7 separate regions of the Mus musculus genome follow, and all the other regions are linked to region 1. Evidence: chromatin contacts called from public HiCAR-type, HiChIP or PLAC-seq and promoter capture Hi-C data. All regions are on one chromosome and are shown on one strand. Each heading gives the region's core, a stretch centred on a gene start, on an enhancer-like site or on the middle of the called end of the contact. The rest is flanking DNA. Distances are from core to core; before and after follow the strand shown. Region 1 holds the start of Klhl11 (kelch-like 11). Region 2 holds the start of Lrrc3c (leucine rich repeat containing 3C). Region 3 holds the start of Hrob (homologous recombination factor with OB-fold). Region 4 holds the start of Nr1d1 (nuclear receptor subfamily 1, group D, member 1). Region 5 holds the start of Msl1 (male specific lethal 1). Region 6 holds the start of Wipf2 (WAS/WASL interacting protein family, member 2). Region 7 overlaps Wipf2 (WAS/WASL interacting protein family, member 2).

Region 1 (3,322 bases), core at 413-2,912:
TCCCACAAATGATTCTGCCTTAGCGTCCCAACGGCTGGAGTTACAGGTGTGTGCTACTTTTACCAGCCTAAGACTCAAAGTCTTATGCTTTACTACCTTTTGAAAATAATTTTCTCAGCCCGGTGGAACTTGGGAGGCAGAGGCAGGTGAACTCTGTGAGTTCAAGGCCAGACTGGTCTACAGAGTGAGTTCCAGGACAGTCACCCCTACCTAGCTGAAACCCTGCCTATAAACAAACAGACAAACAAACAAATATTCTGTTTTATGGGCAAAAAATATGGCTAATTGCACCTAACACCAACCAAGTCTAATTAATGACTCAAGTTCGAGTTCTATCCTCTAACGTAGTGATGTTCATTAAATTGTGCTTTGTACTCCACACGAATACCCTACCATAAAAATAAATAAATGTAATTTTTAGGGCTATTTACTTATTGGTGCTGGGGTGACTAAACTGCCCTGGTTTCTTTTTTTTTGTTTTTGTTTTTCGAGACAGGGTTTCTCTGTGTAGCCCTGGCTGTCCTGGAACTCACTCTGTAGACCAGGCTGGCCTCGAACTCAGAAATCTGCCTGCCTCTGCCTCCCGAGTGCTGGGATTAAAGAAGTGCGCCACCACGCCAGGCTTGCCCTGGTTTCTTACATAGCTCATGTTAAATTGGGTGTGCTCGCCGGGCAATGGTGGCGCATGCCTTTAATCCCAGCACTTGGGAGGCAGAGGCAGGTGGATTTCTGAGTTCGAGGCCAGCCTGGTCTACAAAGTGAGTTCCAGGACAGCCATAGCTACACAGAGAAACCCTGTCTCAAAAAACAAAACAAAAAACAAACAAACAAAACAAAACAAAATTGGGTGTGCTCAGGAACATTTTAGTAATCCCAAAATCCAGGAGAAGAATCAGGAGTTCAAAGTCATCCTTAACTACACAGCAAGTGTGTGGCCACCTTGGGCTACATGAGAGACACCTGCAAAAATAAATAACTTTAACGAAGTTATTTTTCTTTATACTGCCCCCCTCCTGGATTGGAAAGATAGTTTAGCAGTTAGGAGTACTCTCTCAGAGAATCAGTTTGATTGTTGGCTCCCAACACCCTTATCAGGGGGGTTTTAACCGCCTTTAACTCCAGCTACTGGGAATCTAACACCTACCTGTCCTCTGTAGGACCTGTGCACAGACACTTTGATAAGAATAAAATTTAAAAATTACTTTCTCTCCAAAGTCAATCGTTTTGTGTTTTAAGACGGGGTTTCTCTGTGTATTCCTGGCTGTCCTTTCTGAGACTAGGTCCTCGAACTCAGGGAGATCAGCCTGCCTCTGCCTCCCAAGTGCTGGGATTGGCACAGGCCAGCAGAGGCAGGGGTAAGGTGGATCTCTGTGAGTTCCAGGCTATCATGGTCTACAAAGTTAAAAAACAAACAAACAAACAAAAAATGTGTGTGCGTGTGATGGCGAGGATACACTCCAAAGCAACATAAAGTAGAAGAAAATTCAACAAAACAAGCACAGGGGGCCACCATAATGGAGGGGCGAGAAAAGGTAGACCTGAGTTTTTTTCTGGCTCCGAGAACTGCGCTTGCCTCGCTAGAGGGCGTAAGCACGGCAGAAGTGCGCAGGCGCGGCTCCGCCCCGCGCGCACTATTTAATCCCAGAATGCCTCTGTGTCGCATCAGACTTGCCGCACCGTTCGGAAGCTGAGGGGGCCGGTACGGCGGCGTCAAGATGGCGGCGGCTGTGGCGGCGGCAGCTGCCGCTGCGGCCGCGGCTGCATCTTTTCAAGTGCTGGAGATGGAGAGCATGGAGACTGCCGTCGCCGGTTCCGCGAGCCTGGCCGCTGAGGTCCGAGGCAGTGGCACGGTAGACTTCGTGACCGGGGCCGGCATCTCTACCCTCGTCGACACGGGCGGGAGCGATCCGGGCCCAGAGGCCGAGGACTTCGAGTGCAGCACTCACTGCTCCGAGTTGTCCTGGCGGCAGAACGAGCAGCGGCGTCAAGGCCTGTTCTGCGACATCACCCTGTGCTTCGGCGGGGCCGGAGGTCGCGAGTTCCGTGCCCACCGCTCGGTGCTGGCCGCTGCCACCGAGTACTTCACGCCCTTACTCTCGGGTCAGTTTTCGGAATCGCGCTCGGGCCGGGTGGAGATGCGCAAGTGGAGCTCAGAGCCCGGACCCGAACCTGACACGGTGGAAGCCGTTATCGAGTACATGTACACCGGCCGCATCCGAGTGAGCACCGGCAGCGTGCACGAGGTGCTGGAGCTGGCCGACAGGTGAGACGACCGTGGGCGAGCGAGGGCTGGGTTGGGGGGTGGGGGGCAGTGTCTGTGGTGCCAGCTCCCTCATTATGCCCGCGACGGGACAGCCACCGCGCCTGGCACTGAGGATGCCCCCTGAGAGTCTAGCTTGTGCGCATTGCACCCCTGAGCGCAGATTTCAGGTGGTAGGGACAAAGGCGATGAAAAACGGTGGGTCGTGTTCGACTCCTGTGATGATGACATTTAAAAAACGGTGAAGGGCTAGCTACGGATCGGAGGAAATGTCATTTAAACCAGCTTCGCAGTGGCAAGAGAAATTGGCCGTACAAAAGGGAATGGGTGCACATTACAGGCTTCCCAAAGGCCTCAGTCAGGGTCCAGGCTGGCTTAGAGAAGAAAGGACGTTAAAAAGAAAATCCAGCGATTCCGGATATGCTGGGTTTAAAGACCAGAGGGTGTGTGTGAGGAATGTTTGGATTTTATTGAGTGTGATGGATGGGAAACTGGGTAGAGAGATTATCTGATTTTAATATTTAAATACGAAATATTTAAATATTTCAAAAGTGAAAAGTGGATTGTGGAAAATGGATTGTGGGGAGCCAGAAAGGACGCCACAGAGGTTGGTTCGGAGGCAGGTGGAGATGCTGGTACTGTTACAAATCCTTTAACACATACCTCTGGAGCGCTAGACACTGACCTCGTTACAGTGCTGGGGGAGGGGGTATATCCAGCAGTGATCAAAACACATGAAAATCCTTTTCCTTATCAAACTCTCTGATGTTTAACAGCGAATATATAGCATGTTGAATAATTATTACAGCTGTGAGGCAGACTGAGGTGTGGGACTGTGCGTCATAGGCCCTAATGGAGAGGAGGTTTTGTTTTTTTATTTCTTTGTTTTGAGACAGGTTCGCACTATGTAATGCTGGTTGTCCTGGAACTCAATCTATAGACCAGGCTGAGAGGAACTATTTTTAAATTGGGCACATAAAGAATGTTCAGAAATCATAGCAAAGGCATATAGGTGGCAAGGTAGTGTGCTTCAGGTAGAGGGAGAAAACAGCGTGGGTTATA
Region 2 (3,322 bases), core at 591-3,090, 1.9 Mb after region 1:
CCTGTAGGACAGGCACTTTACTGTGAACCATCCTCCTTACCTCCCTCAAAGCCATCCATCCTTTGGTCATTACCCACATCTGTATGGTGTGGCTTCTGTGGTCCCCTGTAGCCAGGCACAGGCTCCTATAGCTTCTCCCTCTGAGTTGCTGCACACCCAAATGGCTGTTCATTCTGCCACCCCCACCTCCATCCCATGGATTCAGGAACTCTGGAATTTTTTGAGTCTAGAATAATCCCAAGAAATCCAGGCCCCCAAATCCAGGCACCAAAGTGCTCCAAAGAACAACCAAGAGAGAGAGAGAGAGAGAGAGAGAGAGAGAGAGAGAGAGAGCAAGCTGCTTCTTCATAACTGTACTTTTGATACTGTTATGAATCGTAATGTAAGTCTCTGATAGGCAGGAGATCTGATATGTGACCCCTGTGAAAGGGTCATTCCACGCCCCTACCCCATCCCCGGCTTGAGAACAGCTGGGATAGAGGGCAGATGGGGCAGAGGAGGTGGTAGAGCAGTAGGTGAAAGGCTGGGGCATAGGGCCAAGAGCTCAGAGCACTGTGCTGAGTGTAGAGGAGTCCTCTGAGCGCACAGGCTGCGCGGGAGGAGCCCGCTTGACCGGGCGCCGCGTCTCATCTCGGTTCTGCCACACATAGCGGATCAGATAAGCCACTACCAGTGTCAGCCAGCCCCCCATGGTGACTAACAGGGCCACATCCGTGCTCCTTCGGGTCCCACCTCGTCCTGTCCCACACAGCTCTTCCTCCCTGGTGAGCAGAAGGAACTCGTGTCCCACGAGATCTGGTCGGGCTTCTGGACCACACACAATGCCTGTCCCGGAGCCTGGAGCCAACCTGACGTGCCTGAGCACTTCCTGTAGGGCACAGTCGCAGCGCCATGGGTTGGCAGACAGGTTCACTTGGATCTGCAGCCCCACGAAGGCTGCCACAGGCACAGATGCTAGCTGGTTGGCAGAGAGGTCGAGGTGGCGCAGAGTGCCCTCCAGGCCCTGGAAAGCAGCCCCTGAGAGATGAACAAGAGCGTTATGAGACAGGTCTAGTTCTTCCAGGGCAGGCAGGTGCTGGAAGGCACCAGCTGGCACTGATGCCAACTGGTTGGCGTCCAGGTAAAGCTTTCGGGTGTCGTTGGGGATACCGTTGGGCACGGCACTCAGACCAGCCCGGCTGCAGCGGAATGTCTGTTCCCCGGCTTCTTCTGCTACGTAGCAGCCCTGGGGCAGTGCCAGGGGGCGGGGCACAGAGCCCCCGGTGCCAATCACCAGCAGGAGGGGCAGGAGGCGAGGAGCTAGTAGGGGCATGGTCGCAGATAAACATAATCCTGGAGTGGAGGAGAAGCTGGGGAATAGACGAACCTACGACAGAAGAGCAAAGTTAGAATTCTACGTCCCACTGAAACTCGCTCCTGCTAGAGTCCCTCAGTGGACCCTCTCTGGACCCAAGCCTGTCCTTTCAGGGCTCTCTTAGCCCAAGGTCCATTGGTCTGTCCGACCGTCCCTCTGTCTGTCTCTGTCTCTGTCTCTGTCTCTGTCTCTGTCTCTGTCTCTGTCTCTCTCTCTTCAACAGGACCCCGGGGGAAGGAATCCCTTAGACTTGGAACGTTTGGGTTCTATTGATTCTAGATTAATCTGTGAGGTCCTTCTGTCCCTTTGCCCTGCTGAAATGGGCCCAAGGGGCCTGTCCAAGCTATTTCTTCTGCTTGAATCTTCATTTCCTTCGTTGAAATAAACATTTTTGTCCTCTAAGTACCTGTATGACTGCCAAGGGAGGCCAGGTAAACACCAGGGAGGCGGCCTGGCTGGCACTCGTGTCACAAGAGTGACATATTAGCGATAGATCCCAGGTTGTTCAGAATATACAAGTAGGTAGCGGGTGCCTCTGGCGCCGCCTTCTGTGCACATCAACTCCCCCTTTTCTGAAAGCATCTACCCCATCCTGCTTCAGCTCCTGGATTAGCTCACCTTCCCACCTCTCTCCCTTCTCCTTCCTGCCTCTCACCCTGGTTGGTGGCAGAGTCCTCTCCTGTGCTCCTGCCTTTTTTCCGGAAGTAGTCCCCCTGCCAGTGGGCTCTGGAGACCCGTTTCTTCCTTCAGAAGTCCTGTTTGCTTCAGCAGCTGAAAGCTGTGACCTGGGGCCCAAGAGTGTAGAGTTTCCTGGCATATGACTCTAGGCCCCAGGTGTCAGATACCTGAGCCATGGCCTGGCCAGGCAATGCCAAGAGAGAGCAGATCCCAGACCCTGATGTTCGGGAGACAGGTCTGGATTCCATTTCCTGCCCCAGGCTTTCCTCTCATAACTTAGCAGTTGCTATCTCCTATCAGCTGCGAGAATGGCCTCCCAGAACCTCCTTTTCTTGCCCAGAGCCTGGCTGGCCAAAAGGATGGTGGTTTGGTTGCCCTGGGTGCAGAATCCTACGATTCCCTCTCAGCAACTTGCAGCACAAGCCCCCTCCCGCTATTTTTTTTTTTTTTTTTTTTTTTTTTTTTTTTTTTTTTGTTCTCTGTAGGTCCCTGGTACCGACCCGGTCTTTTCCTCATCTTCAGAGGATGCCCCTGAATCTTCACAGGGCCAACCCTTCTGACCACCAGGAGGCGCTGTGGTTTAGTCTCAGTTTGCTGTTGTAGATGGTCGCTCTAGGAGTTGAAAGCTCTTTAAGTCTGATGTGGTGAATTGTTTTCCTGCCAACTTTTCAGTACTGAACTAGAGGCCAACCCAGATGTTCTTGGGCTCCCAGGATGGCAATTTGAATCCTTCTTCAAGCCTGAGACTGCGATGACTTATTCAAGGACCCTTCATCCTAACGATTGTTTGCAGGGGTCCCACCATTCTTCTACATCCCTTCTCCTGATGTCCTGGGGGTGGCCGGAAGGAAGGATTTGAACTCCGGAGAGTGTTTTGTGTCTATGTCTGAGCCCTTGTGAGTGAACAGTGGCAGAATGGAGGGGCTCCGTGCAGAATGGACGTGAGCGAGCTTGTGGCAGTGAAGTCCAAAAGCTATTGTTTTCATTACATTTTCCAGAACTGTCTGACTTGACTTTATGGTTGCAACACCAACACAGGTTTTCCTGCTCCACTCACCTGCTGTGTTTTGCAGCGACAGGGGTGACCCGAAGTCATGGGTATGGATGTAGATCAGTTGTTCTCAGCCTATGGGGTCACACCAGCCTGGGGTGGGGGCGGGTCAATCGACCCTTTCACACGGGTCACCTAAGACCACTGGAGAACAGATATTTACATTGCTATTTATAACGTAACAGTAGCAAAATTACAGCCATGAAGTAGCAATGAAATTAATTTTATGGTTGGGGAGG
Region 3 (3,322 bases), core at 292-2,791, 1.8 Mb before region 1:
AGGCCAACCTGGTCTACAGAGTGAGTTCCAGGATAGCCAGGGCTACACAGAGAAACCCTGCCTCGAAAAACCAAAAAAAAAAAAAAAAAAAACTTTCTTTAAAAAAAAAAAACCAAAAAAATACTTTCTTTAAAAAAAAAAACCAAAAAAAAAATATATATATATACACATATATACATATAATGCACACACACAGTTTATCTGAACTACTCCTAGAAAGGGGAGATAGTAAAAGAGAGGCGACTGCTAAGGGAGACAAAGGCAGGGTCAGCATAAGGGTCTCAAGTAGCCCAAGTTGGCCTCAAGTCATTATTATGTTGATAAAGGTAATTTTCAAATCTTATATAAAAAAAATGATTGATTTAGTGGGGGTGGGGTACACTACTGCATGGGTGTGAAGGTGAAAAGAACTTGAGGGAGTCGGCTTCTTCCACCCTATGGGTCCTAGGGATGTAACTGAGGCATCAGAGACAACCACCTTTTACCTGCTCAGCCACTTCCCCAGCCCCTGACCTTGAACTCCTGACCCTTTCCTTTCCCAAAGGATGGGATTACTTGCCTACACCACCTCTGGAAACAGGCCTGAGTATTCTGCAACAGAATCTCAAAGGTTGGTCCAACACAAGAAAGGACCCTGCCTGAAACCCTTGTTTCTGAGGATCAAGCCAGTGATTTCTTTCTACAGAGGACCAAAGCCAAAGGCAAAGTTGCCAAGAGTGTGGACTGCCCCAGTCTACGGTTCTTCTTCCTGGACAGCAGACTCAGACGAGTGTCACACCCACAGCCTGGGTTTTTGGTGGGGGATTGAGGGCGTGTGGCATGGTAGCTGCTGCCTTTAATTCCCAGAACGCCTAAGGCAGAACTTTGAGTTCGAGGCCAGCCTAATCTACATACTGAGTTACAGGATAGCCAGGGGCAGAAAGCCTGTTTCAAGGACCCACCCTCCTCCCAAAAAAATAAAAACAGAGGAGGAGGCGGAGGAGGAGAGGAAGGGAAGGAGGGAGAGGAGAGTTGAATGTTAGTCACCCCAAGATCACGAGGTTGGGGGCAAAGATTCCAAAAGCCAGTGACGTTTGGGCTCGCAGGGATTGATGACTATTTTTCTGTCTGTCTGTAGGTCTGTATGTCCGGGGGAGGTACCTTTCACAAGGTCTCCTGCGCGTTGCGCGCCCTTCCTACCTAGCCCCCAGGTCTGCAGACTACACTCAGTCTCTACCAGGCAGATCCCGTCCTAGCAGACTAGCGAGCCCGGAGCCCAACCCGGAGTCCGGCTTCCCCGGGGCTGGAACGCCTCCTCCCCAGAGCCCGGGCGGCTTAGACGCGGCATTACCATAACGACAGGCCGTGGGCTCGGGCCGGCGGGTCGGCCCGGCCGTGTCAGACTCAAGGGTTCACCTCCAACTCGACCCAGACGTAGAGTAGGGAACTATGTCCGGTCGCATTCCCAGAGCAAGGTCCAAGAGAAGCGTCTTTAAGACCGCAGCGGAAACTGAGAGAGGGGCGCCTAAGAACGTGCACCCAGAGCGGCTTTCAAAGCCGCCGCCAAAACAATAGCTCCGCCCCCTTAAAGGGAAGGCACCAATTTTTATCCTGCCGACACAAAGTCCTTCTTCCTCGGGCCTTCCGCCGCAGCCTTAAAGGGAAAATCAAAGGTCTCTCGGTCGCCCCCAAGCGGTCCCTCTAGTCCAGCCGGCTGCCACGTTCTGGTTGAAAGGGAGCTTGGAGAAATCTTATACACTTTATTCTCCCTTCTTTTTTTTTTTTTTTTTTTTTTTTTTTTGTTGAGCACACTGGTGATTTGAGAGTGACTTCATCCTCACCAGAACGCAGCCGATCGTGTAGCCCAGGCTGCCCTCTAACTCACTTTGTAGCCGAAAATAACCTTAACTCCATATTGTTCTTCCTCTACCTCCCAAACGCTGGGGTGGCTGGTTTTATGTGGTGCTAGGGATGGAACCGGGGAGGGCGGCGGGGGGGGGGGGGGGGTTCACACTTTGTAGGCCAAGCTGATTGGTAGAGACAGGAAAAGGTAGAGAGCCTCATGCGCCATCATCCTCTGGTGAATGAGGAGGGATTGAACGATTTTGGGCCTTGCACGTGCTAAGCAAATGTTCAACACTAAGCTAATAATACGCCCAGCCCTAAAGAGTTTCTACGACAGAAAAATGTGTGCCTTCTTTGCATGTTAGAAAAATAGGCCTGAAAGCTGGGAGTGCATTCCAATGGTCAACATTGTACTAAGCGTCTTCAAGACTCTGGTCCCAGCTACCATACATACATACACTGCAGAAAAAACGAACAAACAAAAACATAAACAAAATTACTTTGGAGGCCATGCAGGGACTGGAAGGTAAGGCCTGGCTCAAGCATATAAGGCAAGTAAGACTGAATGAAGAGATCCGGGAAAGACAGGGTGTGTCTTTTCCTCAGAGCACAGTAGCCGTCTGAGCCATAGAAATATGACTAAATTGGTGGATTCTTCCTCAGAACAAGGCACATGTGTACAAACACATGATGCTTTGCACATAATTATAGGGGGGTTGTCTTCCTGAAGCCTCTAGTCAAGAACTCAGTCCCAGACAGGTGGTGGTGGCCCACGCCTTTAATCCCAGCACAGAAGGAGGCGGATTTCTGAGTTCAAGGCCAGCCTGGTCTACAGAGTTAGTTCCAGGAGAGCCAGGGGTACACAGAGAAACCCTGTCAAAAAAAAAAAAAAAAAAACCAAAAAAAAAACAAAAAACAAAACAAAAAAAAAACCCTCAGTCCCCTGGAATTCTAGGAAGCAAAATGGTATAGCAGTTAAACTGTAGATGCTGAAGTCTCGATAGCTGGGTCATAGGCTCTCAACTCTACCTCCTCTTTGCTATGTGAGCATGTGAGCTTGGTCAGGGTCATACCTGGAATCACATAGTACTCCAGGACTCTTGGCTGTTATCATTCCAGGTTAAACAAAATTAACAGTGCTGGGACCCTCCCCCTATACTGAGCTTGTCATCCTGCTCTGTCTGAGTCCTCTGATCTGCTTCCAGCCTACATCCCAGAACCCAGGTTTTCCATTTCTGAACTTATTCCTAGTCGGTCTGAGTTTCCACTGCTCTCAAACCCAGTCATTAAAGAGTTTAGCATACTTCTTGCTTCTCCCTCTCCACCCTCCCTTCCTCGAAAAGGTCTCATCGCTAAGGGTGGCCTAGAACATTCCCTTCTGACACATCCTCCTGGGATTACATGTGTGCGCCTCTGTGCTCAGCTAATGCCCTTTTCTTTTTACGTTTTTTTCCCTTTTTTAAAAAAAAATTATTTTTGTTGATTTTATGTCTGAGTG
Region 4 (3,322 bases), core at 395-2,894, 1.7 Mb after region 1:
GAAAAGCCTCTGGCCTTGTTTGTCTTAGCTCCTCCCAGTTCCTCCCATGGTGCTCTGCAGCAGCTTCCTAGCTCTGGACCTAAGGGCCAGGGCAGCGGGAGAAATGCTTGCTCCCCCTCTTTTCCAAGCCCGTTAGGCACGAGGGAACAGGGCTAAAGTCTAACCTTCAGATGATCAGTGGTTAACCCGGTCAAGATCATTGACCTTAACATTCAGCTTTCTTTCTCCTTGGTACCCCTAATTCCAGCTTTGAGGGTCTCATGTTGTTTAAGTCTCAAATCACTGAGCTCAAAGTGGTCCTCCTGGCTCAGTTTCCCCGTATGCTTTTCTCTGACTCCAAGGTAGCTTGCTTCCCAGGATTCCCAGAACTCTCTGGAGCTTCCTAAGTGCAAGTAGAGAAAGACTTAAGGTTAAAAAAAAAAAAAAAAAAGCACCCCCCCTCCATCCCCAAGTGTAGAGATTACAGAGGACTTGGAGATAGGAGCAGGGTGGCTGGGGCTTACTCGACTGCTTGAAGATACGTGTCCATCTCTCTTTACAACCCAAGCCCCAGAGAACAGACCCCTTCCCCCAGGCCTCTGTGTTTCTCACTCCTGAGATGACTGCTGCTCTGAGAGAGATGCTAAGTGCTTCATGTGCTCATTTATCCGCCATCTCAGGGACGGGACGGTCACAAGAAATAAGCAGTGAATGCCTGACCTTGAGCCAGTCCCTGAGATGGCGGTCCCTTTTCTTCTTCAGTAAGAGGAGGGAAGATCCTCACTCCCTCCTCGCTTAGTAGGAGCTTGCTTTGCAGCTCAAGTCAGCTTCAAATTCACGACAGTCCTCCTACCTCAGCCTCTCAAGGACGGTGATTGCAGGCACGAGCCACTACACCCTGCCAATTCGGGGAGTTGAGGGGTGGGAGTTAAATGATCCTCATGTTCTCCCTAAACTGTGGGCTTCTTCTGCTATCATGAAGCCCTGCAGAGAGCAGACCCCCCTCTCTCTATGAGGACCTCAGAGCACTTTCCCTTTGTTCTCCTTTTTATTTCCCAGACAAAGGGAAATGACTCACCCCAAAGTCACTTGAGTGGGCAGTGTGGTGTCATATAAGCAAACAGGGAGTCCCTAGGGATATCCCCGTGCTATGCCAGTCCTACCCGTGGGGGCTGGGGTTAGGGTGAAGAAGAGAAAGGGGTTTTATTTACACTGCTTGTCGCCCACCTTGTCACCATAGCAAAAGATGCTTAAGTTCTTGATTTAAGGGAAATCTCTCCTCCCAGCTTGTCTTTCTCCCCCTAGTCACCACTAACCTCAGGGTGAGGTCAGTTCTCCAATCACGTGAAGCTCTCACGTTTGCTAGGTTTGCAGAAAGGGCCTTTTAGCTTTGATCTTCCACGGAGCAGTAAAGCTTGCCAGGCCCTCCCCAGGAATTCACATGCCCTTGCCATACAAGGCTTTCCAAACACGCCACCCTGACTCTTCAGAAAACCCCACCCCAGTCCACTTTCAGCTCCTCCCCGCTGCCAGCAAGCACTTTTGCAAAGCAGAAAAGGAATAGGCACACTCCACCTACATTGTCAGTAGACTACAAATCCCAACAATCCTGGCGGTGCGCAGGCGCACAGATCTCAACGTGCCGGCTGCTGGAAAAGTGTGTCACTGGGGCACGAGGCGCTCCCTGGAATCACATGGTACCTGCTCCAGTGCCGCGTGCGGCCCGGGAACCCTGGGCTGCTGGCGCCTGCGCAGAGCCCTCTGTCCCAGGGAAAGGCTCGGGCAAAAGGCGGTTGAGATTGGCAGAGTGAAATATTACTGCTGAGGAAACGTAGCAGGGCACACGTCTCTCTTTGCGTCCTGGTGCCTCATTTCTCCATCACCTACTTACTTCCTGGTTGCAGCTTCTCTTCCTTTGGGACTTTTGCACCCGGAGCTCCAGATTCATTACCCTGCTTCACTGCGGAGCCTTCAGGAGTGGCATCCGGTGCACTGCAGAGACCCGACTCTCCTTGCTACCTTATAGCCAGAACTGCTGCAGGCTGATTCTTCACACACACACTCTCTGCTCTTCCCATGCAAATCAGATCTCAGGTGCCTCAGCGTCCTACCCTTCTGGAGGGCTGCAGTATAGCCACCCCAAGACCTTACTGCTCAGTGCCTGGAATCCTGATTGCGAACTGCGGGGCTCACTCGTCTCCCTCAGCCATTGCCCAGGGGGCGAGAGAGGCCATCACAACCTCCAGTTTGTGTCAAGGTCCAGTTTGAATGACCGCTTTCAGCTGGTGAAGACATGACGACCCTGGACTCCAATAACAACACAGGTACTGAGATTCTTATCTTTGCTCTGTCACTGTCTCCATTTCCATCCAAGGCTTATGAGAGGAACTTTGTAAGGGATTGGGGATTCCCTCTGGCTGGTGTTTGTTACTGTGCTAAGATGAAAGCCACTAGGTAAGATTTCTAAAGAGGGTTATTACGGCTGGGAATGTGCCTAAAACGCATCACTAGCACCCCCTGAGTTCCCCTCAGTCCGAGAACGGATGAAATGGAGGGTGGATACCAGTGGCGAGTGGAAGAGTTTAGGGAGACTCAGCATTTTGAAGCAGTCTCTGGACACGTCCCCATTTGCCCACTCCTTGCAGCTATAGTATGCCTGTCTCTTTTCCCTTTTCTACAGTTCTAGCCTACTTCCAGGTAGTCTTGGGAAGTGGGGCGATCCGGGCTGGTGGGTTTGCGTGACTGGGTCAGAGTTCACAGGGGAATCCTCAGCGGCAGTGGGGAGCTTCATTTGAGGAGTCGGGTGCTTGGGACTCATCTCCAGGCAGGGCACCCACAGCGACTTAGCCTGGGGAGGGCTCACATGGCTGCAGAGCCGGGCCCACGTGCTGCATTTGTTTTCATTCAGTAGAAGCCGTGGCCGCCATCTCATTGGTCATTGCCTCCCGGCCTCGTTACATAATGAGCTCCGCCCCTCAAGTTGCCGGAGCAACGCTTGTCGCCTTCTCTCCTCCCCTCAGTTGTCCCGGCCCAGCTTGGTTTTAGGGCCAGCCTACGACCCAGGACGCCCGGGAGGGGCGGGGCGAGGGCGGGGTTTTCCTTGCGACAGAAGGGAAGCGGAGAAGGCGGTGCTTCGAGTTCCGGGGTTCCTCGTTGGGGTGCCACGTGCGAGGGGCACACGTGGAGTGGGGACGTGAGGCCAGCTGAGGGCCAGGCTCCCGCCCCGCCCTTCTCCGCCTAGATCTGGGTGAAGCTGGGCTGACTCACCGCCCCCGCCTGGCTTCTTTTCCTCTCAGACTGCCTGGCCCTTACCCTCTATGACCGAGACTTGAGTAATATGGGG
Region 5 (3,322 bases), core at 381-2,880, 1.7 Mb after region 1:
GATTCTCATTTAGGAGAGCTAAAACAGGATTCCACGTACACCATCTTTACCCTCTACCGACCAAAAGACCTATGACAACCCTCCTGTCTAAAGATGCAACAGCGGTGGTTACGGCAACAGCTGTTATAGCCTCCTCTCCAATGCACAGCTAAGGCAACAGCGCTTGAATACAACCCCTGCCATACAGCCACATCTGCACCCCACCCTATCATTTTTAACCCCTCGTAAATCAGGTCTTTCCCACTCTAAACGTCTTTCCCACAAGTGTGGGGCTGTCGTTTTAAATTAACCCTTTGGCAACCGAAGCCTCCCATAACACCCCCCACCACACACACACAGGTTGCCCTTTAACCCTTCCTTCCGACCCAACGTGTCAGTGATGCCAGGCTCCTAACGACCCAACATCTAAGGCACTCTTTAGCTGGTGGCCAACTTCCTCTAACCCTAACCGAGCGGGGACCTCTGCCTCCTACAGCCCCCTTCCCCCGAGCATGCGCAGAGCTCGCTCTCCATCCCTAATGCAGATTAACCCCTCCCGTACCGTATCTCTCTCGGACTTCAGCTCCTCTATCTCCTTCTCCTTGGCCTGCAACTGCTGCTGCTGCTGTTCGATGAGGTCCAATTGCAGCAGAAGGATCTGTTTGAGGCAGGCGGCCTGACTGGAGGCTCCCGAGCCGCCGCCACCCCCGAGAGGGCTCTTCCTTATACTCTTCCATCTGCCCTCACTGGCCGCCAGGGTCCCAGCAGTGGCGGTGGGCGCGAGGGGTGGTGGCCCGGGCAGAGGTAGTGGTGGGGGTCCCGCCGGGTCCGAGGCGGTGGCAGCTGGGGGAGCCGCCCCACCCTTGTCCCCAGCCCAGGGCGTAGGCTCTTTGGCCGCCGCCACCACGATAGAGCCCGTCTGAATGGGCAGCACCGCCTGATACTTGGGCCGGGGGCTGCAGCCAGCGCCGGCTGCGACTGGCTCCCCGCCGATGCCGGCTTGTTTAGTAGCTGGGGGCGGACAGGGCAAGGGCACCGAACCGCCCCAGCTCTCTTCCTGCTGCCCGGGGGCCGCCCCGGCTGGGAGTAACAAGCCCCGGCCCTTGCCGCCGCCGCAGCCGGCTGGAGAGGGCGAGGGGCTCCCGCCCTGGGAAGAGGCCAGCGGGGGCCCCGGCTCCTTGAGCTTACGATGCCGGGGGAGGAAATGGGCTTCGGCCGCCCCGGACTCGTCCTCGGGCCCGCCCAGCGCCGCAGCCCGCTCGTAGTCCAGTCGCTGCTCGGGGTTGCCGCCGGCAGGGGCCGCGGCCGCCTTGAACACTGCGGATCTCATGGTCATAGTGGTCCGGAGCAGCGCGGGGGACCGAGACGGAGGAGGGGGTGGGGAAGGGGCGAGGTGCGGGGGGTCGAGGACGGAGGAGGGGGAGGGGAGTTTGGCGGGCTCGGCTCAGCAGAGCAGCCGCAGGCCTCCGCTAACGCGGCTTCTCCGAGGCCCGGGCGCCATCCCGCCGGCGAGCGGAGAAGTGGAGGCCGCAGCTGAGGCCCGCCGCCGACCCATGGTGGCCTCGCCGCCGCCTCTGCTGCCGCCACCGTCGCCTTCGCCGCAGAGGCAGGAGCTCGCACCCAGCCGCCCCCGAGCTCATCCCCGGAGCTCGCTTCGGCCCCCCCTGCCCGGCCGGGCCCGCCTCGTCTCCCCACCCCGCACCCCCCCTTCCCCGCCCCGGCCCCCCGCCCCGGAGCTCGCCTCAGCCGCCCCGAGCCTCCATTTCCCCCCCCTTGCTCCTCCTCGGGAGGGGGTGGGAGGGACGGGTCCGCCCAGAGCCCTCCTACTCCGGGAGGGGGGGTCTGCCGCCTCCCCCGGGGGTTCTCCGCGCCGCCGGGTCCCCCTCCCCCACAGTCACCCCCGACTCCTCGGCGTTTCCCTTTAAAAAAAACGGAGCCGCCGCAGCCGCCGCCACCGCCGACCGGAGCGCGCATGCGCCGAGAGGGCAGCGGGCGGGAGCGAACCGGGAGCGGAGAGGAGGGAGGCGGGTAGCGCTATTGTGAAAGGGGCCGCGGCTACCGCTGCCGCCGCGAGGGGGAGGGGACCGAGGCGCGGGGGCCCACGAGGGGAGGTCGGGGACGAGGGCGAGGACGCAGGAGCGGGCGAAGGTGGGCTGCCGAGGCAGGGGCGGGCTGGGGAGGGAAGAAGGGCGAGGGCGGCCGCTGGTGGTTGGGGAATGCGGAGGATCCCCGGCAAAACCAAGTGCGAGAGAATGGGGTTGGGGAGGAAGGAAGGAGGTAGATGCTCCCGCCCCTCGCGGACGCCTACCGACCGCTCTGCTGAGCCGGCCTTCGTCGGATAGCCCTTCCCTGGCGACCTGGCTACGCGCCTGGCCCACACCGGAGCCCCGCGCGCCTTCGGGACCGGCCCCGACCCAGGCTCCCTTGGAGCCTGCGGCTGTTTCATGGAGTAGAAGTCAAGCTTCCACCCTCTAGGCTCCCTGGCGGTCCCACATGGGTTGGGGAAAGAAGTGAAGTTCTTTGTCTCTAAGGGATCCAGCACAGAAATGGAGGGACCTCTGGTTCCCAGAAGCAGCAAAATCCATGATGTCTGCTGCCCAGGGAGTTGTAAGCACAACCTTGGGGTGAAGTACTGCCAACTACCGACAGTTGTTTCCCAAGCAGCCATGTCTCCAGCCTTCTTAAGCTGTAGCTACTCCTAGCATCTTCTGGAAAAAGATTCAAGAAATCTATGGAGAGATGTATGCCGGTGTTAGGACTAAGTGTTCTTTAGGGCCTTCTATTGGAGCACTTCCCAATTCTCCAGGTTCATAGTGTCTGTGTGCCTTAATTTTCCAAGCAACTTTAGCCACTAAGTCCTCATAGTTCCCTATGGAAAAAACATGTACATAGTTGTAAATTAATTGGTTGCTTATCTGTCTGAAGTGCACTTCTAAAATTTTTTTATAGGAGATAGGTATAGTGGTCTACACCTTTAACCCCAGCCCTTGTGAGGCAAAGACAGGAGAATGTGTGAGTTCGGGGCCATCTTGGTTCACATAGCAAGTTCCAGGACAGGGCTACATATACCTTGTCTAAATAAATAAATAAATGTCTCAATGCGAGCAAGCAGATCTTGTCTCTATAAATAAATAAACGATAAGTTGTACAGAGAAAACAAGGACACCTGGTTCAATGCGAAATTTAGTTAGAAACTGCTTCTGCTTTGTGGGCTCTAAGCATGAAACACTGAAAAACTTCATGGGTATGAAAGTCCTGAGTCCCCGTCCTCTTTCCATCAGGTGGGCCTCAGAACTGCACAGGAAGGCAGTAGAAGGAAGGGCAGGATTAGAAAGAAGTTTGT
Region 6 (3,322 bases), core at 546-3,045, 1.6 Mb after region 1:
CAGCCCCCAATCTTTTTTTTTTTTTTTGGTTTTTCGAGACAGGGTTTCTCTGTGTAGCCCTGGCTGACCTGGAACTCACTCTGTAGACCATGTTGCCTCGAACTCAGAACTCCGCCTGCCTCTGCCTCCCGAGTACTGGGATTAAAGGCATGCACCACCAAGCCCCACTCCTTTTTTTTTTTTTTTTTTTTTTAATTAAGATACTAGGATCAGCAGTTAAGAGCACTGTCAGCTCTTCTGAAGGTCCTGAGTTCAATTCCCAGCAACCACATGGTGGCTCACAACCAACTGTAATGAAGTCTGATGCCCTCTTCTGGTGTGTCCGAAGACATCAACAATGTATTCATACAATAAAATAAATAAATCTTTTAAAAAATATATTAAGATAGCTGGGTGGTAGTGGCACACACCTTTAATCCCAGCACTCAGGAGGCAGAGGCAAGTAGATCTCTGCGAGTTCAAGACCAGCCTAGTCTACATAGTGAGCACTAGAACAGCCAGGGCTGTTTCAGAGAGAAACCCTGTCTTGAAAGAAACAAAACAACAAACAAACAAATATAGTTTACGGGGCTGGGCAGTCATAGTGGCCCACGCCTCCCTCTGAGGTAGAGGCCAGCGGATCACTGTGAGTTCCGGGCCAATCTGGTCTACAGACTCTGAGTTCCAGGACAGTGAGGGTTACACAGACAAAGTGTCTCAAAAAAAAAAAAGAAAGAAAGAAAGAAAAGAAAAGAAAGAGAAAGAGAAAAAGAAAGAAGAATTTCAGGGATCAGATGTAGCAGGTGGATCAGGATTTAAAGGCCAGCAGAAGCGGGGACAGAGGTAGATTCCAGTGCACACCAGCTTCCTCCAGCTCCTCGTTTCAATATTATCCTTCCAGAATATGCCTTCCTAATCAGTAACTCGACCGCACACACAGCCTACGTCTAGCGAGCGCCTTCAGATTTTCATCTTCCCTCAATTTCACGCCGCTCCAACAGGGATCCTTCAACTGCAGGTGCTTCCAAGAGCATCTCAGAACATCACTCCGACTCCCTCTCATCCCACACTCTCAACATCTCCCCCAGTGTAAACACGTTCGCTCTCAATCCTCCTCCTCACCCCGATCAATCCCGAAACGTCACACCGATCCTCCTAAACTCGAGAGCATCCTGCCAATAATTACCTTTCCCCAACAGGTCCTCCCTTCCCCATCTCCCCCTCCGCGCACGGCTCCCCTCCTACCTCACCCAGAGTTGCCAGTCTTACTCACCTCACCCAACCCTTCAGGATCTCTAATTTCCTGTCTCTCAAAAAACCTCCCTCCTGCCCATTTGCTCAGTCGGTCCCCGCCGCCCTCCACTCGGATGGCCCACGCCCCCTCTCCAGGGTCTCCAGGCCCCGCCCCCAGGACCCCCTCTCCGCATCAGGCCCCTCCTCCGGTGTCCCTCCCCCCCCCCACCACAGTCCCCCCTTCCCGGCTCTCCCTCCCACTCAGGTCCGCAGGTCACCTCAGCGGCGGGCTCAGCCGCCCCGGCGTCTTTCCCACTCGGCGGGGGGCTGCTCCGGGAGCGAATCCTCCGTCACCTCAGTCCTGGTTTAGTCCTGCTCGTTCGCCCCGCGGCAAGCTCTCTCGCTCTCTCTCGCTCTCTCTCTCTCTCTCTCTCTCTCTCTCTCTCTCTCTCTCTCTCTCTCTCTCTCTCTCTCTCTCTCGCCGCCGCCCCTTTTACCAACCCGGAAATGGATCCGCTCCCACCGTCCCCAGCGTCCGCGAACAAAATGGAGGCGGGGGAAAAGGAGGAGGGAGCCGAGGGCCGAGGGCCGCGGGACGCATGCGCTCAGGGAAGCCTGCCCTCTACCGGCGCACGTGGGGGCGGAGCGCCACCATCTTGAGAAGGTCGCGAGTCCGCAGTTGGAAGTCCCGTTTGCATCTTGGGACTGCAACTGGGGCCGCCTGCGAGGCTTTCAGTAACGAGTGATGCCAGGATTCGGTCCATGAGATGCTTATTTAATTGGTTGGATGCGGCCTGAGCGTCTCGACCTTTAAAATTGCGCAGGTAGAGAACCAGTGAGCTAACTGATGTATCTCAAGTATGTTTTCTTTCGTGTTTATTTTTTTGCGCGCACACACACACACCATAAGCCCTAATATGGTCTAGAGTACCCTTGAAGAGGCCCAACAGACAAGCTCTGGTTGTCATAGCAACAGAGAGGCGAGCTTCTTCTAGCAGGTCATTGGTTAGGTCGTTGTAACCACTTAACTAGTGATCCCCAGCTCGGTAGGCTGAGGCATGGTGTTGTGAACTCCTCTATAGGTGCTTGGATGAGAGAGGGGAGTCCTTGTCGCTTGCTGGTTTCCATTGCTTAACTCTGTTGCCGATGACTAAGGATCTCATCTTCATACACAAAGCTCGCCACCACACCAAGCAACCCCATTGCTACCCTATGTCTCACTGCTTCTCCATCCAGTCAACCCAGTGACCAGGGCTGAACCTCAAGTAAAAGGCCAATATCAGCTAGCACTTAATCCCCACTCACTAACTGTGTGTTCGTGGGTCTCAGCTACCTCATAGTGTTTGTCCTTTCTCACAGTGCTTGAAGGCTCATCAGGTAATGAATGAATGGGAAAGCATGTGATAAGCCATAGCCTGTTATTATTTTTGTTTTCCCTCTGTTCTGCCCCACCCACTAGTGCTAAATGTCACATTGAACATTTGCTTTGGGCCATTCATTGAGCTCTGTACCTGGGGATGGTTCCAGATGTGACTCAAGCAGACAGCTTCTGCCCTCCGGGAGCTCACCATGCTGGTGTATGGTGCTCATGCGGGCTGGCATGTAAACAGACAGCTGACGTCCAAGTCAGTGTGCGATTAGAGTTGTGACATGTGCCGGGATGTCACAGGAGTGATGAATTCCTGCTGAAGAATGAGAAGAGATTTGTAAATGGTTTGAACTAGCCCCTGCAAGATGAGTAGAATTTTGCTGGGCTCTGTAGCTCAGAGGAGGCAGAGGCAGGCAGATCTCTTAGCTGGGGGCCACCCTGGTCTACAGAGCAAGTTCCAGGACAGCCAGGACTGCACAGAGAAATTCTGCCTCAGAACACCAAAACAAACAAAACAAGAAGAAGAAGGGGGCTGGAGAGATGGCTCAGTGGTTAAGAACACGGATTGCTCTTCCAGAGGTCCTGAGTTCAATCCCCAGCAACCACATGGTGGCTCACAACCATCTGTAATGGGATCTGATGCCCACTTCTGGTGTGTCTGAAGACAGTGACAATGTACACTCATATATAAAATAAATCTTTTAAAAAGAAGAAGAAGAAGAGGAGGAGGAAGAAGAAGAA
Region 7 (3,322 bases), core at 603-3,102, 1.6 Mb after region 1:
CGGCTTCCACCTCCAACCCAGCTAGCACTCATTCCTTAATTTTTGAGCCACCCCAATTTGCTTCCTCTTTCACCTACCACTTCTCCACTGATGCTGCACAAAAGGGTCCCCCATCACTCAGACACTGTCAGTCCTTAGGGTCCGACTGCCCTGGCTGCACACTGCGCACAGAGGACCATGTCCTTCATCTTGGAATTTTTCTATCACTCTACCAAGCTCATGGGCTTTTGATTTGCCTTTTAATATTTAATATTTTATGTGTGTATGAGTGTTTTGCTTACATTTATACCTCTGCACCATGTATGCCTGGTACCCTCAGAGACCAGAAGAGGGCAACACACAGTTGTGAGCCAATCTGTGAGAGCAGTCAGTGCTCTTAACCACCGAGTCATCTCTCCAGCCACCAAGCACACATTTTTTTTTGTTTTCCAAGACAGGGTTTCTCTGTATAGTCCTAGCTGTTCTGGAACTCACTCTGTAGACCAGGCTGGCCTTGAACTCAGAAATCCGCCTGCCTCTGCCTCCCAAGTGCTGGGATTAAAGGCGTGCGCCACCACCGCCCAGCACATTTTTGTTTTTTTACTATTTTAATTAAAATTTACTTAGAACTAGGTGTGCACACCTTTAATCCCAGCGTTCTAGAGGCAGAGGCTGGTGAATCTCCGAGTTCCAGGCCAGCCAACGATACAGAGACCTTGTTTCAAAACCAGAACAATCCATTGGCTTTGGGACTGGTCTTCACAAAGCCCCACACCCTGTTCTGGGGAGACCCAGCGCTCCACTTTGACTCCTGCTGTCCTTGCCCTCACTGTACAGTGACATCCCTGCTGTCCCAGTGTTACCAGTAATTCTACTTCAGCTTTTCACACTGGCACCACACAGGCTAAGCCTTTTCTCTCTCTAACCTCTCCCCCAATTCAAAATATAGCATTAGTTATATGTATTTACTAGGCTGTCCACAATGAGTTCTTTTTTTTTCTTTTCCTTAACACTTACCAACATATAAAAAGGCACCCAATAAGACCCAATACTTGAATTCTTATTCTCCCTAATCACTGCAGGGAGATTCTGAGAGCAAGCAAAAAGATAAAGGCTTCCAAGCACTTACCTGCTCCCCTGCTAGGAGGCTCTCGGGCTGGGGGAGGTGGCCTGTTACTCAACAAGGAGGGGGTGGCTGAGGTGGGTGGAGGAGGTGCAAGGCCTCTGACGGGCCCTGGCGTTTTCCTATGCAAAGAATTGTGTCTCTGTGGCAGCTCAGGGGCTGACTCATTGGTGGGGCTTGAGGGTCCATTGGGGACCCCAGGAGGCTGGCGGTAAGGCGGTGGGGGAGGAGCCAGAGACTGGCCACTGGGTCCTGTTCTGATGTTCACAGGGGAAGGAGGTGGCTTTACAGGGGGTGGAGCAGGATGTCCTTCTCGTCCAGGGTGCAGCCTCTGTCCAGGTGTTGGAGGCAATGGTTTCTCCCTGTTGTAGGCTTGGGCTTTGTTGCTGTGCAGAGGCAGAGGGGTGGGGGGCGCGTTGGCACGCCGCCCTGGAGGTGGTGGGGGAGGTGCAGAGGAGCTGTGCTTCATGCCTGTGCCACTGGCGGTGTTGGGCCTAGAGAGGTCCGGTAAGGAGGGTCTCTGCATCCGGGGCAGTTCTGGGAGGGAGGCTCGGTTGCTGTCTGTATCATCGTGAGGACGCCCACTGGCTGCAGACCCCGGAGGCCTTGGAGCAGCAGCTCGAGAGCTGGGGACTTGCAGGGCCGGCTTACCAGCTGGAGCCTCTACAAACACACCACCAACACTGTGTTAAGAGTTAAAGCCTATCTGTCAGGTCCCTAGCTGATCCAGGCTCCTCAGTGCAGCCTGCACAACAGCCAACAGAGGCCCAGCACGGTTCTTGGGTCTGTTTGCTTTCCTGTGGCCCTGGGATCTACCAGAGCCCTACGCACGCACACGAGGCGCTCCTCCACGTACTGAGCTACATCTCTAGCCTTAGTGCTGAGTTCTACTCAGGTTTCAACAGATTCGGGACCTAGGAGGACCACAGTCATGCACCACAGCAGCAACTCCCATTTTAAACATTTTTATTGCCCCCAGCATTGCTTTACTCTACTGTGGAAAGAACTACTCTCATCTCTTCTTCCTCCTACCCGCCACCCCAGGCCAGATACACTTGGAACAAGTCAAGAAACTTATACTTGGGAGATCTCCTGCGAGATCATTTCTGATACCTGAAGCATCCTTGGCTCCCACAGGTCGGAGCTTCGGCACTCCTCCTTGAAAGAGACCTCCTTTGGGCTGCAGAGCAGCAGCTCCGGGGCCGTAGCCACCACTGCTCCCTCTGGGCTCTGGAAGGCATAGGGAAGGGTTTCATGTTGCGCACTCTGAGCCGCTGACCATCCCTCTATGGAGGCTTTCATTCACAAGCATACCAGCTTACTTTGCCCCTCTATCAAGAAGCAGTCAAGTAGCAGCACCGCCCAGCACTGCCAAACACACAGACAAACCCAAGAACACACAGGCCTTGCAGCGGCACACCTCCACGAGAGGATTAAAACAAACAAGCAAACTGAAAGGACAAAGAGACAGAGGAGAGGAAAACAACTCAATTAAAGATATGCTCAGCGGAGCTCCCTGGGCTCTTTCCTGAACAGCTAGCGGCTCAGGGGGAGGAAGTGTGAGCAAACTCTCCAGAGCCTACAAGAATGGACATGTACAGCAATCAGAAAACCACCCTTGGTTTCAGCCAAAGAGCATCCAGGAATGCGGTGGTCTCCTGAGGAACAGCCAAGGATGTGCCCTGACAGACACTAGTGTAGCAGGGGAGGGCTTTTAACTCTAAGAGGAGTTAGGAAGACCTTCCGTGGTATTCAACTCTGCAGCCAGAAGGAAAGTCCGGATATCCAAGACACCATTTTCCCACTGGAGAGACTACAATAAACTTGGTAGTCCAGAGAAGTCTCCCAAGACTGGATCCCGACTCTACCCTAGGAAAAAAAGCTCAGACTCACTCTCGATGACAGGAGCACTCCGATCATTAACGTTGGTCACCTTCTTTAGTTTGGTCCCTTTGCAAATGTCTTGTAAGAGGGCGCCTCGATTCCGCTGCTCATCTCTACTGAGTTTGGGCTGTTCTGTGTTTGCCTGGAGAAAGAGGAAATGTTAGGTTTACCCTAAGAGCTCCTTTAATCGCAAGCTTGGAATAAGTGACTTAAGCCAGGGGTTCCCTGAGACGCCGATGTAGCACACTCAGACATCTGTGTCAAGTAGCAGTATCAATGTAAGCCACAAATCTTCTCAGCTCCCCGTTTCCCTCTATGCACGAGGCAGACCTCCCT

The links. Promoter capture Hi-C pulls out the DNA fragments that hold promoters and counts their contacts. HiCAR-type assays count read pairs that join an accessible place to other places. HiChIP or PLAC-seq counts read pairs in DNA pulled down with a chosen protein or histone mark.
Region 2: a contact with region 1 is called in a promoter capture Hi-C map of embryonic stem cells, with 5 times the contacts expected there. The contact joins the promoter of Lrrc3c here to the promoter of Klhl11 in region 1. A contact is called at or near these places in 2 of 39 promoter capture datasets (embryonic stem cells and hippocampal neurons).
Region 3: an HNF4G HiChIP or PLAC-seq map of pancreatic cancer cells shows a contact between it and region 1. The contact joins the promoter of Hrob here to the promoter of Klhl11 in region 1. A contact is called at or near these places in 1 of 39 promoter capture datasets (liver) and 1 of 115 datasets of contacts at active chromatin or transcription factors (pancreatic cancer cells).
Region 4: a contact with region 1 is called in a HiCAR-type map of astrocytes, with 3 times the contacts expected there. The contact joins the promoter of Nr1d1 here to the promoter of Klhl11 in region 1. A contact is called at or near these places in 1 of 39 promoter capture datasets (hippocampal neurons) and 2 of 115 datasets of contacts at active chromatin or transcription factors (astrocytes and embryonic stem cells).
Region 5: a FOXA1 HiChIP or PLAC-seq map of pancreatic cancer cells shows a contact between it and region 1. The contact joins the promoter of Msl1 here to the promoter of Klhl11 in region 1. A contact is called at or near these places in 6 of 39 promoter capture datasets (the 3T3-L1 cell line, 3T3-L1-derived adipocytes, HPC-7-derived erythroid cells and 2 more) and 4 of 115 datasets of contacts at active chromatin or transcription factors (embryonic forebrain, embryonic hindbrain, embryonic stem cells and 1 more).
Region 6: a contact with region 1 is called in a HiCAR-type map of astrocytes, with 6 times the contacts expected there. The contact joins the promoter of Wipf2 here to the promoter of Klhl11 in region 1. A contact is called at or near these places in 4 of 39 promoter capture datasets (the 3T3-L1 cell line, cranial neural crest, frontonasal cranial neural crest and 1 more) and 2 of 115 datasets of contacts at active chromatin or transcription factors (astrocytes and embryonic forebrain).
Region 7: a contact with region 1 is called in a promoter capture Hi-C map of cranial neural crest. The contact joins the enhancer-like site here to the promoter of Klhl11 in region 1. A contact is called at or near these places in 3 of 39 promoter capture datasets (the 3T3-L1 cell line, cranial neural crest and hippocampal neurons).

What each region holds. Positions count from the first base shown.
Region 1 is chr11:100,471,122-100,474,443 of GRCm38.p6, reverse strand. It overlaps Klhl11 (kelch-like 11), which reads left to right and starts at 1,662. Exons shown (of 2, transcript NM_172565.2): 1 at 1,662-2,263. The coding sequence starts at 1,716.
Region 2 is chr11:98,596,809-98,600,130 of GRCm38.p6, reverse strand. Lrrc3c (leucine rich repeat containing 3C) reads right to left here and starts at 1,840. Exons shown (of 2, transcript NM_001195544.1): 1 at 1,761-1,840; 2 at 545-1,366. The coding sequence starts at 1,312. The coding sequence ends at 545.
Region 3 is chr11:102,247,101-102,250,422 of GRCm38.p6, reverse strand. It overlaps Hrob (homologous recombination factor with OB-fold), which reads right to left and starts at 1,541. Exons shown (of 10, transcript NM_153544.3): 1 at 1,331-1,541. The coding sequence starts at 1,333.
Region 4 is chr11:98,773,699-98,777,020 of GRCm38.p6, reverse strand. It overlaps Nr1d1 (nuclear receptor subfamily 1, group D, member 1), which reads left to right and starts at 1,644. Exons shown (of 8, transcript NM_145434.4): 1 at 1,644-2,303. The coding sequence starts at 2,273. Gm31862 (a long non-coding RNA gene) reads right to left here and starts at 1,610. Exons shown (of 4, transcript XR_880204.3): 1 at 1,207-1,610; 2 at 1-382.
Region 5 is chr11:98,793,824-98,797,145 of GRCm38.p6, reverse strand. It overlaps Msl1 (male specific lethal 1), which reads right to left and starts at 1,630. Exons shown (of 9, transcript NM_028722.3): 1 at 542-1,630. The coding sequence starts at 1,315.
Region 6 is chr11:98,862,071-98,865,392 of GRCm38.p6, reverse strand. Wipf2 (WAS/WASL interacting protein family, member 2) reads right to left here and starts at 1,795. Exons shown (of 8, transcript NM_197940.2): 1 at 1,491-1,795.
Region 7 is chr11:98,890,506-98,893,827 of GRCm38.p6, reverse strand. Wipf2 (WAS/WASL interacting protein family, member 2) reads right to left here. Exons shown (of 8, transcript NM_197940.2): 3 at 2,996-3,128; 4 at 2,216-2,332; 5 at 1,109-1,765. Among named protein-coding and RNA genes, the nearest start is that of Cdc6, 16 kb to the left of the region's middle. Within about 2 kb of position 1,852, at least 29 of the 459 cell types and tissues checked have an H3K27ac peak or open chromatin away from gene starts, as enhancers often do.